Regions from separate parts of the Gossypium hirsutum genome. Here region 2 is linked to region 1. A link is a contact called in public Hi-C data. All regions are on one chromosome and are shown on one strand. Each heading gives the region's core, a stretch centred on a gene start, on an enhancer-like site or on the middle of the called end of the contact. The rest is flanking DNA. Distances are from core to core; before and after follow the strand shown.

Region 1 (5,767 bases), core at 2,822-5,321:
ATTAATTTTTAAAAATTAGAATTCATGGCAGCTACTTTGTGAGTGAATTTATTTTTAAAAAAATTGAAAATAATAATTATTTATTCGTCTCGATAAAAAGAAAAACTTAGTCTGTAGTTTTCTATAACATTTATTGCATTTGAGATCATATACTCAATTTGACAAATCTCTTACTAAAGTGATATTAGGTTAATTAGTGGCATTACTTCAATTAAAAAGGTAGAAAATAAGTTAAAGTTAAAAGTATAATGGGTTTTATTTAATTTTGGCTTTTGTATAAACAAAAATCGATTTGAAAGTGGAATTTCCATCTTCTCCCACTTAACCATACATTGGTACCAAAATCATAGGAAAAAGAAGAAAAGATTTAATTAATTATGCATCAATTTATCAAATTCCTTTTTTATTAATTAATACGAGGGTTAGTCGACTTTAACACCAACCAATATAAATCAATCAGTAAGAAATTGAACACAAGATTTTGCCGACAAAATTTCGTCACTGATAACTTTTCTTTAATTAGTTTTAGTGACAATGCATATAAGCAGACCAAATGTAATAAATTTGGAGGAAAAAAAATGAGAATCAAAATCAAACAAAAATGACCCCACATGGATTTTTGAAAGTACTAGTGGGTTATCACCATATCTCATCCATTTCATCTTAACTCCATTCATTAAAAGTTGACAAGCTTCTATTCTTTTTTCCTTTTTCTAAAATTTCACCTTAAATTTAGTTAAATTGTGTTTTTTTTGACATAAAGTTAAAATTTTAATGCCATGAATGTAGTTGTTATTGTGACAGTTCACACGTATCTCATAATTTTTTAAATAACTTACATCAATAATGAAATACATGTAAAATTTCTAAACAGACTGCAATATCCATGCCATTAAAATTTTAACAATTTAAACAATATTCTTATTTAAGAAAAAGCAATTCGATTAAATTTTAAATATTAGGGGTCAAGGTAATCCAAAAACACTATAGTTAAAGTGATAAAATAAATAAATATTATGAAATAAATTTATTATTATGCCAAAAAAAAATCCATTCATTGAGTTTAATTTAAAGATTCCACAAATTTGTAAATTGATTCAACGTTGAATAGTAAAGGATTTGTGTTCAATTTTTTAATTGACATTTATCACGAATTTGACCCCCTAAACCGTTCCTATCCTTTCCCAACAAAATTGAAAAATCAATTAGACATATTTAAAGGTTAAATTATCTGTTCAAACTCAAAGACTCATTTAATTTGAAAAGGTTTCATGAAAATTATTAAGCCCAAAAAATGGACTTTGAGAAAAATCTAGTCTCGTCTAGAAATGTGTAGGCTTAAGCTCCCATATTTAAGACCCAAGCCCAGTTTAACCTTTTTAATTTTATAATGCGTTATTCTTTCATTTGTTCTTATATAGATTATGTAATTTATATCATATAAAAATTATATATTTGTATTACTTGAAACTAGACATATCCAAACATGAAATTATATGTTCAAACTCAAAGGCTCATTTGATTTGAGAAGATTTAAAAAAAAAATATTAAGTCCAAAAAATGGCTTGGGCAAAAATAGGCTCGTCTACAAATGGGTAAGTTTGAGCTCCAATATTTAAGACCCAAGCCAGCTCAACCTTTTTAATTCTATAATGCATTATTCTTTTGTTTGTTCTTATATATATATTATCTAATTTATATCATATAAAAATTATATATTTGTATGAAATATATATAATACTATAAAGTAAATATTAAGATATATGATTTTATTTATGTTTAAAAAAGAATTAATTAATATATATACAATTACTAAATTCTAAATAAATATATTATTTTAAAAATTATAAAATAATATAGATAAACTTAAAAATAAGTTTGGATTAACCATATACAAATATAGATGAATTTGAACAAAATTTAAAATTCATTTTTTTTATTTAGCTCAGGTAATTTTTAAAACTTATATTCTGAACCAAATCAAGTTTAATCAATGCAAGTGATGTTACATGTAGACCTAATCAGATTCATTGGCATCTACTTAAAAGTATTTTTTATATTTTGCATGTTTGTTTTACTGTGCATGTTTAGAGTTTGTGGCTACTCCTTTCAACAATATTATCTTTAAAGTTTGAATCTATGTTTTCTCCTTAAACGTACAATGTATCTTACAATCTCAACTATTAATATTATTTATTAAACTCAATTTTCAAATTTATTGATGAAATGCAAATCCAATTCGTCTTCTTGTGTCATTATCCTTTCGTTAGAATTGAAGCCAAAAATTGAAGAACACCAGTACTGAATCCATTAATATTAGAGATAGGATTTGGCATGATTTTGTTGTCCCTTAACACCCTTGTTTTTTCAAAGAAAAAAATACTAGTAAGATGCCAAGTTCCTAATTCCTAGACATATAATATTAGTAAAAAAACAGAAATATTAGTAAATTCCTAGAAGTGCAAAAATCTTGATTAATTTGGGAAAGAAAAACATGACAGAAAGCTGTCATGTGTTAATGTCAATTAGTAGTTTAAAAAAAACACACACACACACAAGAGATTTGACAGCAACCAAAAAGCTGTACCTATCGAATTGGTAAATCCATCACATGCTAACTTATTAAGACTTCCATGTTTTTAGGGTTTTACCATTTTCATTTTTCATCACCACATTGGCACATTCCACTTGTACATTATTTTTGGGTGCCAATCTGCTGCATTATACATATGTTAGAGCTTTTTTGATTATTTTGTGGATGACGCTGGTTGCTGTTTTTGTGGATGTGCAGAAGGAAATATTCTTCGTATACTTTGCGAGTGTCCCAAAGCTCAGAAAGTATGGAAGTAGTTCATTTCAAATTTAATTTACTCCAGATTTTTCTCCCCGTCACTTTTATCTTGGGTGAATGTTAATCTAAATTGAATTTGCAATTCATGTTAATTGGAATATCCTCTTCGATATACCATATTGGTTTGTATGGAAATGAAGGAATTCTTTTATTTTTGGAATTTTTTTCTCATAACTCTTGTATGCTTGTGGGATCGGCTTAGAATTGGGCTGTGAATGTTAAAGCTAATAGAGAACCAATGGTCAAGGTTAAAAACCGAATCAGACCAAGCACTTGGCAGCTACCAATAGCTGGTTGCATCAAAATGAACACATACGACGCAAGGAAACCTCATAGACTTACCTGTTTAGTTGGGATTGCTAGAGACGACCATGACAGATGGATATTTGGCTATGGTTGCAATATTGGGAAATGTAGTGATAAACAAGCAAAACTTTGAGCAATGTATAATAGACTTAAACTGCTTTGGTCTAAAGGGTGAAAAATGGTTGTCTTGGAATGTGATTGTTTAATTGTAGTTCAAGTAATCAATGGTGACTATAAAGGCGTAATGAACAGGGTATTGATATGCAGAATAAAAGAGCTTTGCGCTTGAGCAGGGGTGATTCGCATCGAGCATATTTACAGAGACGCTAATGGAGTGGCTAATGCCTTAGCGGGTAAAATGTTTGACTATCAATTGGATCTCCATGAGTTTGCTCCTCCTCCCCAACAAATTTATACTTTCGTTCTGAATAATTTACAATATGATATTGATGTAATTACTGTTCTAAAATTTATTACTCTTTGCTTTTTTTTAAAGAAAATTAATGGTTCAACAAAAATCAATAGTTTAATAATTTATATATAAAAAATTAATAAAAATAATAGTTCAAATTCATGTATATGTTAAGGTCTTAGTTTTTATAAAATTCGTAAGGATGAAATTTCTAAGCTATGATGTCTCCTATTACATCATGTGCTCAATTGAGTACTCTGTTGCATTATTTTATTTCAATTCGATTAACATGGCTCGGTAGGGTTTGAGTTTTGAATAATGAGTATATTTATTTGAGTTTTGGGGAAGTTGGGTTTGGAGAAAATTTTAATTAAAGTATTTTTGATATAAAAACCAACAACCCATCAACTTAACATATTTGGACAGACTCCTTGGCAAACTCCCCCCGGCTTTCACTCTCTTTCATTACCATATATGTTTGGGTCTAAGATCTGGTCCATTGAAAATTTGGACAAACAAAAGCCAGTTGGGTGGGTGGTTATGTTGCGGTATGAGTTGGGATTGGGCTAAGTTAAGTGAAGTTAGGCCGTGACCATATTTATGCTTTTAGTTTTTGCCGAACCAAGTATGCCTAATTTCGGCAGCGGCAAGTCCGCCACCTCTACCATTTAACTGCTTTAATCAAAGATTATATGTTATAAGAAAAGTTGATTGAGTTTTAATTTGATTGATATCGGTATTATTGTTAGTGTAGGAGGATGATAACTCAAGTGTGTCGAAGCGTATTATCCTCCTATTTAAGGGTTGAGAAGTGACTATAAGTGAAATTAGGCCGTGACCATATATTAATGTTGAAATATATTATAAGAAGAGATTCGTGTGGGTTTGATGATTATTCTTAGAGTTAATTAGTTTTTTTATGAATAAATTTATTACATTAGTTTTTCTTACATAAATATAATAATTAATAACTAAAATAGGGGGAAACTATTTATTCGCTTAGTAGGTGTTTCCCTATCAAACTTTTATTTTATTAATATGATAATATGTGGGGGATTAAAGTAAATGTTTTTAATTTTTTTTAAACATTGTCTTTTAATAAATTTTAAAATATTTGTCACACAAATTTTAAGTTGAATTTTGACTTGAAAATTCATAGTAAAATTTTATTGATAAATTGAAAAGAAAATTACAACCTCTGAAAGTTTCTTAAATACAAAGAAATCATTTGATTGTTCTCTCCAGTTTGACTTCGATCTAATGGTCGTCTGACTTGATCTTGGAAAGATATGGTTTGCTTCAAGGGTTGTTGAGACTTGATTTTGAAAACGGGTTCGGACTTCCTTTCTTTAGTTGAATTGGATCGAACAACAACTTTCAAAAGGTGGCTTTTCTTGAGAACTACTGCGACTTCCTTTAGATTTTTTTTCAAGTTCTTCATTTTTTTTCCAAAGATTTTTGCAAATATCCTCTTGACTTTTTGAACTTGTCAACTTATATTGAATGGCTTAGAGATGACCCATTTTGTAGTGTCAATGAAGAGAGTTATAGTAGATTTTAACTTCTTCATTTGAATGTTCTACAAGAATTAAACTCTTTTATTTATTATTTATTATTTATCTCTTATTAATTTAATTAATTAGAGATAAAATAACCATATAATATTATCACTTAATTATGTTAATTTAATTTGTAACACCCCTCGCCTGACCCGATCACTGAATTCGAGCTACCGGATGCTACATTCATTACCGGAGCAACTATAGTCAAATACACAGTAAATGATCATTTACACATGCAATCCAATGTCAAACAATCAATTTTCAAGTCTTAATCAAGCTTACAAAATCTCTTTTGTTAACCCGAGCACAAAATATGACCAAATTGCAAAGATTTAAAAGTTCAGGGCTGACATCGTGACGTTGCCAAAATAGTGTGTCACGTCACGACTTCAAGCCACTCGACGTCATGATGTCACTTACTTTCGACTGACATTGCAACGAGGTAGGTTGTTCATCGAGACATGGGCCTTGTTTTTGGCAAAAATGCACAATTTGGTACTTATGCCAAAGTTTCCAACAAATCATTTCAAGATATTCACCAAATACCAACTTCAATTGATTCAAAACATACCAGTAACATACCAAACACATTAAAACACTCAAATTCAACTTCTTAACAAGACATTTACTCCATAT
Region 2 (5,274 bases), core at 820-3,319, 53 kb before region 1:
TACTGCCCGCATCTTAAACTTTACGCTGGGACCCAATTTTTTACTTGAAAAAGTTAAAAAGGCACGTGGAAAGTGGAGTGGCTGTTATTTGGTTCTAAATGACAAATTTAACCTCCAGGGCCACTGGGGGACCTTTGCTCTTGACCACGTGACCCGTACAATCTGGTTCGTTGATCAAAAGAGCAAAATCCCACCGTTTTTTGTTCTTTTTTATTTGAAAATGACGAAACCACCCTTGCAAGTCACATGCTATTGAAAATTAACTCTATGTTTTCTATTAGCCCCAAAAAAAATTAGTAATCTCTAACCCATACAGAAAAGATGGGCAGATTTTAAATCCATATTGGAATTGTGGAAGTAATAATTACTAAACTAACCAAATATTTATATGCTTACTAGTACTACCATTAATATAATTGATTAGGTGTTATGATACTATTTCATATTCTCAAAGATGGGTCCCATGAACAATGATGAAGAAAGGGTGGCTTAGGGCAAATAGGGTCCACACCCCCGTGATTGGTGGGTTCTTCTTGTGGACCCATCCCTTTGGCCAGCTTCCCATGCAGTCTGCAACCAATTCCGCCGACAAAAAACCAAAACCCAATTACAAAGATAAAAATGACCTAAACAGAGCAACCAAGATAATAAGCCCACCGACAGTCTGAGAAATTTAAGCACCAAAGCTAACCCAAAATTATAAATGGTAATTAAATTTAATGTATTAATTTTGGTTGTCTTCTGTTATTAGGCGGTTATGGATATGGTTGTGTTACGGTTTAGAGTTTGTGCTTACCAAATCTCCACCGGGCTTGAACCAGAGCAATGTCAGGGTTGTTGACCAGAAATGGGATGCTGCGTCTAAGGAAATCGGGTTCAGGCCTGAAATCAGCATCGAAAATGGCCACGTATTCGCAGTGTTTAACGTAGCTTCGTTTTAACCCTTCTTTCAAAGCTCCGGCCTTGTAACCCGTTCTATTTTCCCTGATTTGGTACGTTATGTTGATGCCTTTGCTCGCCCATCTTTGGCACTCTTGCTCAACCATCAACTGCAATCATAAGGGGGGGGGGGTAATTATGGCGATTCAATTGCATTATCATTTTTGGGTGAGGAAATTAAGGACACAAAAATGGTATCGGGAACTGTTTTAAAAGTGACTGGTTTTGACTTTAGGTAAGATATTGGTTTTTACCTTGATTGCAGGGTCAGTTGAATCATCAAGTACTTGGATCACGAGACGATCCGACGGCCATGAAAGTCCACAAGCTGCTCCAATGGAGATCTTGTAAACCTGTTCCAATACCCAACGTCAACAACAAAAAACCTAGAAATGAAAAACACCAAAAATGAACAAGAGAGGAGAAAAAACAGACTTCTTTTTCATTGAACATTGGGATTTGGATTAAAACGACGGGGAAATTAGAGCTACCGAGTTCCACATCATCTTGAATGAGCTCAAATTTGTAACGCTTCTCTGGTTTTTTCCAGAAAAGCTTAACCAGGATAATGACTATGCCCATGTAGACCCGCTCCATGAAGAGCATGAGGGACATGGCCAAGCAAATGTAGACGCCCAGTTGCAGCAAGGGAACTATCAATGGCGTTTTGATTAGCTCCCAAATCAAACCCAGTTGGCCCGTGATGTCATCTCTCGACACTTGAAACGACTCCGGGATCAGCAGCTTCGGTGAAATTTGAGCCATCGCCTCCCTCTCTCCCACTCACTAGTAGAACAAAAAAAAAAAAAGAAACCAAGAAAACGGGTGTCGGCAATGGCGTTTTTTTTCTTTTTTTTTTTATAACATGGAAAACTAAGAGACCCAAATGAAATTTGCCACTGCTCTCCTCTTTACTCTCTCGCAAAACATGTGCCACCCAATGTAGCTTCCGTTTTGTTTGAAACAAAAAAGGAGAGAGAGGCTGGCTGTGTGAGGAAGAAAACAGGGCAATAGATGGATAGGTAGATAATGAGAGAGAGAAATAGAAAGTGTTTTTTATAGTCGCATTTGGTCCTTTTTTGGGACTCCTAATTTTTACTCTCTTCCCCCTATTAATTTTCTTTTGGAGTTACATACATTTTTTTTTTAGGGGGGTCACCATAAAAGTTCAGTACATTAACTGTTCCAACTAGACGACTGAATGGAGACCTTTATTAGTTCAGACAACCTAACAACTTTGTAAAACCAAGTTTTAATTCTCTGTACTTCTTCCTACTTCTGAATTTTATCTACCTTCAATTCCTGAAATTTAAAAAAGTCCAAAGAGTGCAGGGACTAAGGACAAAATTAGACCATAGCAAGCTTGGTGTTGATGACCATAAAGAGGACATTTTTGGCATACTGAGTTACTGAAATAACCTTCCAAGAATGTGAACACACTGTTCACTTTTTAAAGATATGATGTGGCATTTAGCAATTGAGTGGGGTGGCAGAAGCCAAAAACATTCAACACTTTCACCTTGGAAAATTGGCATTAACTGCCTTGACCTAAAAGTTAAAACCCAAAGTACCAATAAGAGAAGGTTGGAGGAGGAAGGTTTAAACTCCCTCTTCAGGCAAGATTATTAGTTAAATACCTGGATTAGTTTGTTTCCCCCTTTCCCTCTTTAGGAATCTTGATTTCACTCCCTCTATCATTGCTAATCTTTACAATTTCATCCTTCTATTTTAATTTCACATAATTTTATAACTAAATTATTTCAAATTGAATCGACTTAAGGGACTAAAAACCATAATTAGACCTAATCACCCACTTTTAATGAGTCACCATCCCCAAAATCATTCTTCAGTTTTCACTCTTTTTTGTTATGATTGGAAAGAGATTTTATTTTTTTCCTTAGTGCTTTAAAAAGAAGAAATTATAACATAAATATTATATAAATTAAGAGGTTGCCAAATAAAATGATCTTTAATTAGTTACTTACTAAGTATATGGCATGATTTTACTAATTATAAATGCTATTTTAGAATAAGAGGTAAAACATTTACTTCATGAGCCAAACAAAGTAACTATTCTTCCATATTAACTTATTTACTTAAACCAATTGTTGCCTTCTCACTTACCCTTTGAGTGGATTCTTCTTATTAGGCAATGATGGCTGAATCAAATCTTTTTTGCCTCATATATTTCATAAAATCTCATTTGGGACCCAAATTCTATATATATACCTTTTATTTATTATGAATGAATTTTATCAATTTTGATTCATTCTTATTGACTTTAATCCACCTTCATTCAACTAAAATGAAGAAAATTATACTGGTTGTGCTTGAGATGAATAGTATGATTGCAATTCAATTGATTCAAAATGAGTCACTTGTGTACCACCATCCAGCCGTGTTACAAGAGAGAGTAACCAAGTAGCCAATGGACCGACAATAATGACATTTTCATGGTATTTGGGCATGTACAGCTATATGCAACCCCTAGATAAAAGTCTTCAAAAGCTAACGATGATTGCTCTGGAATAACCTGGCTCCACTTAGTCTAGTTATGGTTTTATCCTTATTAATGATTAAGAATAATCTAGTAAAATATGCTGAAGATAATTTATAACCGAATAATAAAATTTTACGGTCTAATCAAATGAAATAGTATAATATATTCCATAATATATTTATTTTGTATATAAATTGTATTTTGTACTCTTTTTTTTTGTTTCTTTAAGATATCTGTACGAGTTTTAAAATTGTTTCATACTCAGGGAGATGATCGAACCTTCAAACACTAATTAAAGTAGAAGAGACACTTATCATCTCACCTAACTCCTGTGGTTGTATTTTATATATTTATTGCAGAATAATTATTTAAGACATGGCATTCAATTGTCATTAATGGGACATCCAAGTGTGAAGTGCCTTTAGTGTAAAATCTTCCAAAGGTTGTTTTCATTCTAAAACATATGAAATCGAAATATTATGTACGAGTGTGTGAATATTTCACACAATAACCCTTTTGAATCGATTGTTTAATACTTTAAAATTAATCTTTTTTTTAATTGTAAAAACACTAAAATTCATTCACTTTATTAAGATCTCAATTAACATTCATTCTTCAACTATATTTTAATAACATTTTACCAAAACAAAATCAAATGTATTAATCTGACATTTATAGAATATGGTGTAAATTATGATTAGATTTGTTACAATCCGATTTTAAAAACTTTTTAATCCCAAATTTGAATTTAGCCCAACATGACTTAACTTGATGCCCCATTTTATTTATTAATAAAATATTAAATTATATTTTATATTAATATTTACAAATTCTTATAATTAATCTAAATTTACAAATATTTTATTATTTAAATTGAATTTGAGCTTAGTCAATTTGAAATAAATAAAAAAAAATTCTTCCCCAAACTCAATTTAGACTAGATTAAGTCAAGTTAGCCACTTCACCCATTATCAGACATAGGTACGTCCAACTATTACACATAATTGCATAAATGAGTTCAATTCTCTGATTTAAATCAATTTGATTTTTTTACTCAATTATTATGTCCATATTCATAAGTGGATTACTTTTAAATTTTTAGTTGATACTGATCTCGAATTTCATCTCTACTCTTATTTAAAAAACAACTATGAGAATTAGCTTGGTGTAAAGAAGAAAAGAAAGATGAAAATGATCATTGGATGCATTTTTTTTATCAAATAAATTATTTCATAAAGAAACGGGGAATTGCAACAAAATAGGAATAAAATCCCATATAAATAGAGGCCAACGAAGCCACAGACGCAACCACACAAGATGGAGAAAGTATTGAGGACCTCGGACCCGCACAAGACGAAACCCTGAAAGGCTAATAAAACCTATCACTTTATGAAGGAGAAAGCACGCATCCATTGCTTGAATTAAGCTTTCTTGTCAATCAATGGGAGCAAGGAGAGACCTCGAGACAATACTTTGGCAAACAAAAATATTGATGCAATGAATCTCTATTCAAATCCCTTGTCGTCCTGGTAGTGGAAACATCTATGAACCTAAAAGCTAAAACAACAAATGTAATAGACAACCAATAAAAATGAGTCCCCATGAACCTGTGCAATAAAGTTTCACCAAGTGCTTGAAAAACCATGAGCCACTTCCATGTGGGACCAGGTCAAAGTTAAACCTATTGTTTTTTAAATTAAGCCAGGTCAGTCGGTTAGACCAACAATTAATTAAGATATTGATCCATAGAAAGGGGTTGAATCGGTTGATTTGTAAATCAATGTGAACTAATTAAACCAAACTAAAACCAATTAAATTATCAGTTGAACCAATTT

The links. A called contact is a pair of places that touch in the nucleus more often than the background predicts.
Region 2: a contact with region 1 is called in a Hi-C map of leaf, with 2.5 times the contacts expected there. The contact joins the promoter of LOC107891644 here to the enhancer-like site in region 1. A contact is called at or near these places in 14 of 34 Hi-C or Micro-C datasets (callus, fibers, hypocotyl and 3 more).

Annotation. Positions count from the first base shown.
Region 1 is chrD09:37,390,390-37,396,156 of Gossypium_hirsutum_v2.1, reverse strand. No RefSeq gene overlaps it. Among protein-coding and RNA genes, the nearest start is that of LOC121220857, 23 kb to the right of the region's middle. Within about 2 kb of position 4,071, at least 4 of the 9 cell types and tissues checked have an H3K27ac peak or open chromatin away from gene starts, as enhancers often do. A contact at or near this core is called in hypocotyl and leaf, where this site is marked.
Region 2 is chrD09:37,441,830-37,447,103 of Gossypium_hirsutum_v2.1, reverse strand. LOC107891644 (glucomannan 4-beta-mannosyltransferase 2) reads right to left here and starts at 2,069. Exons shown (of 8, transcript XM_041100521.1): 1 at 1,375-2,069; 2 at 1,194-1,292; 3 at 797-1,049. The coding sequence starts at 1,704.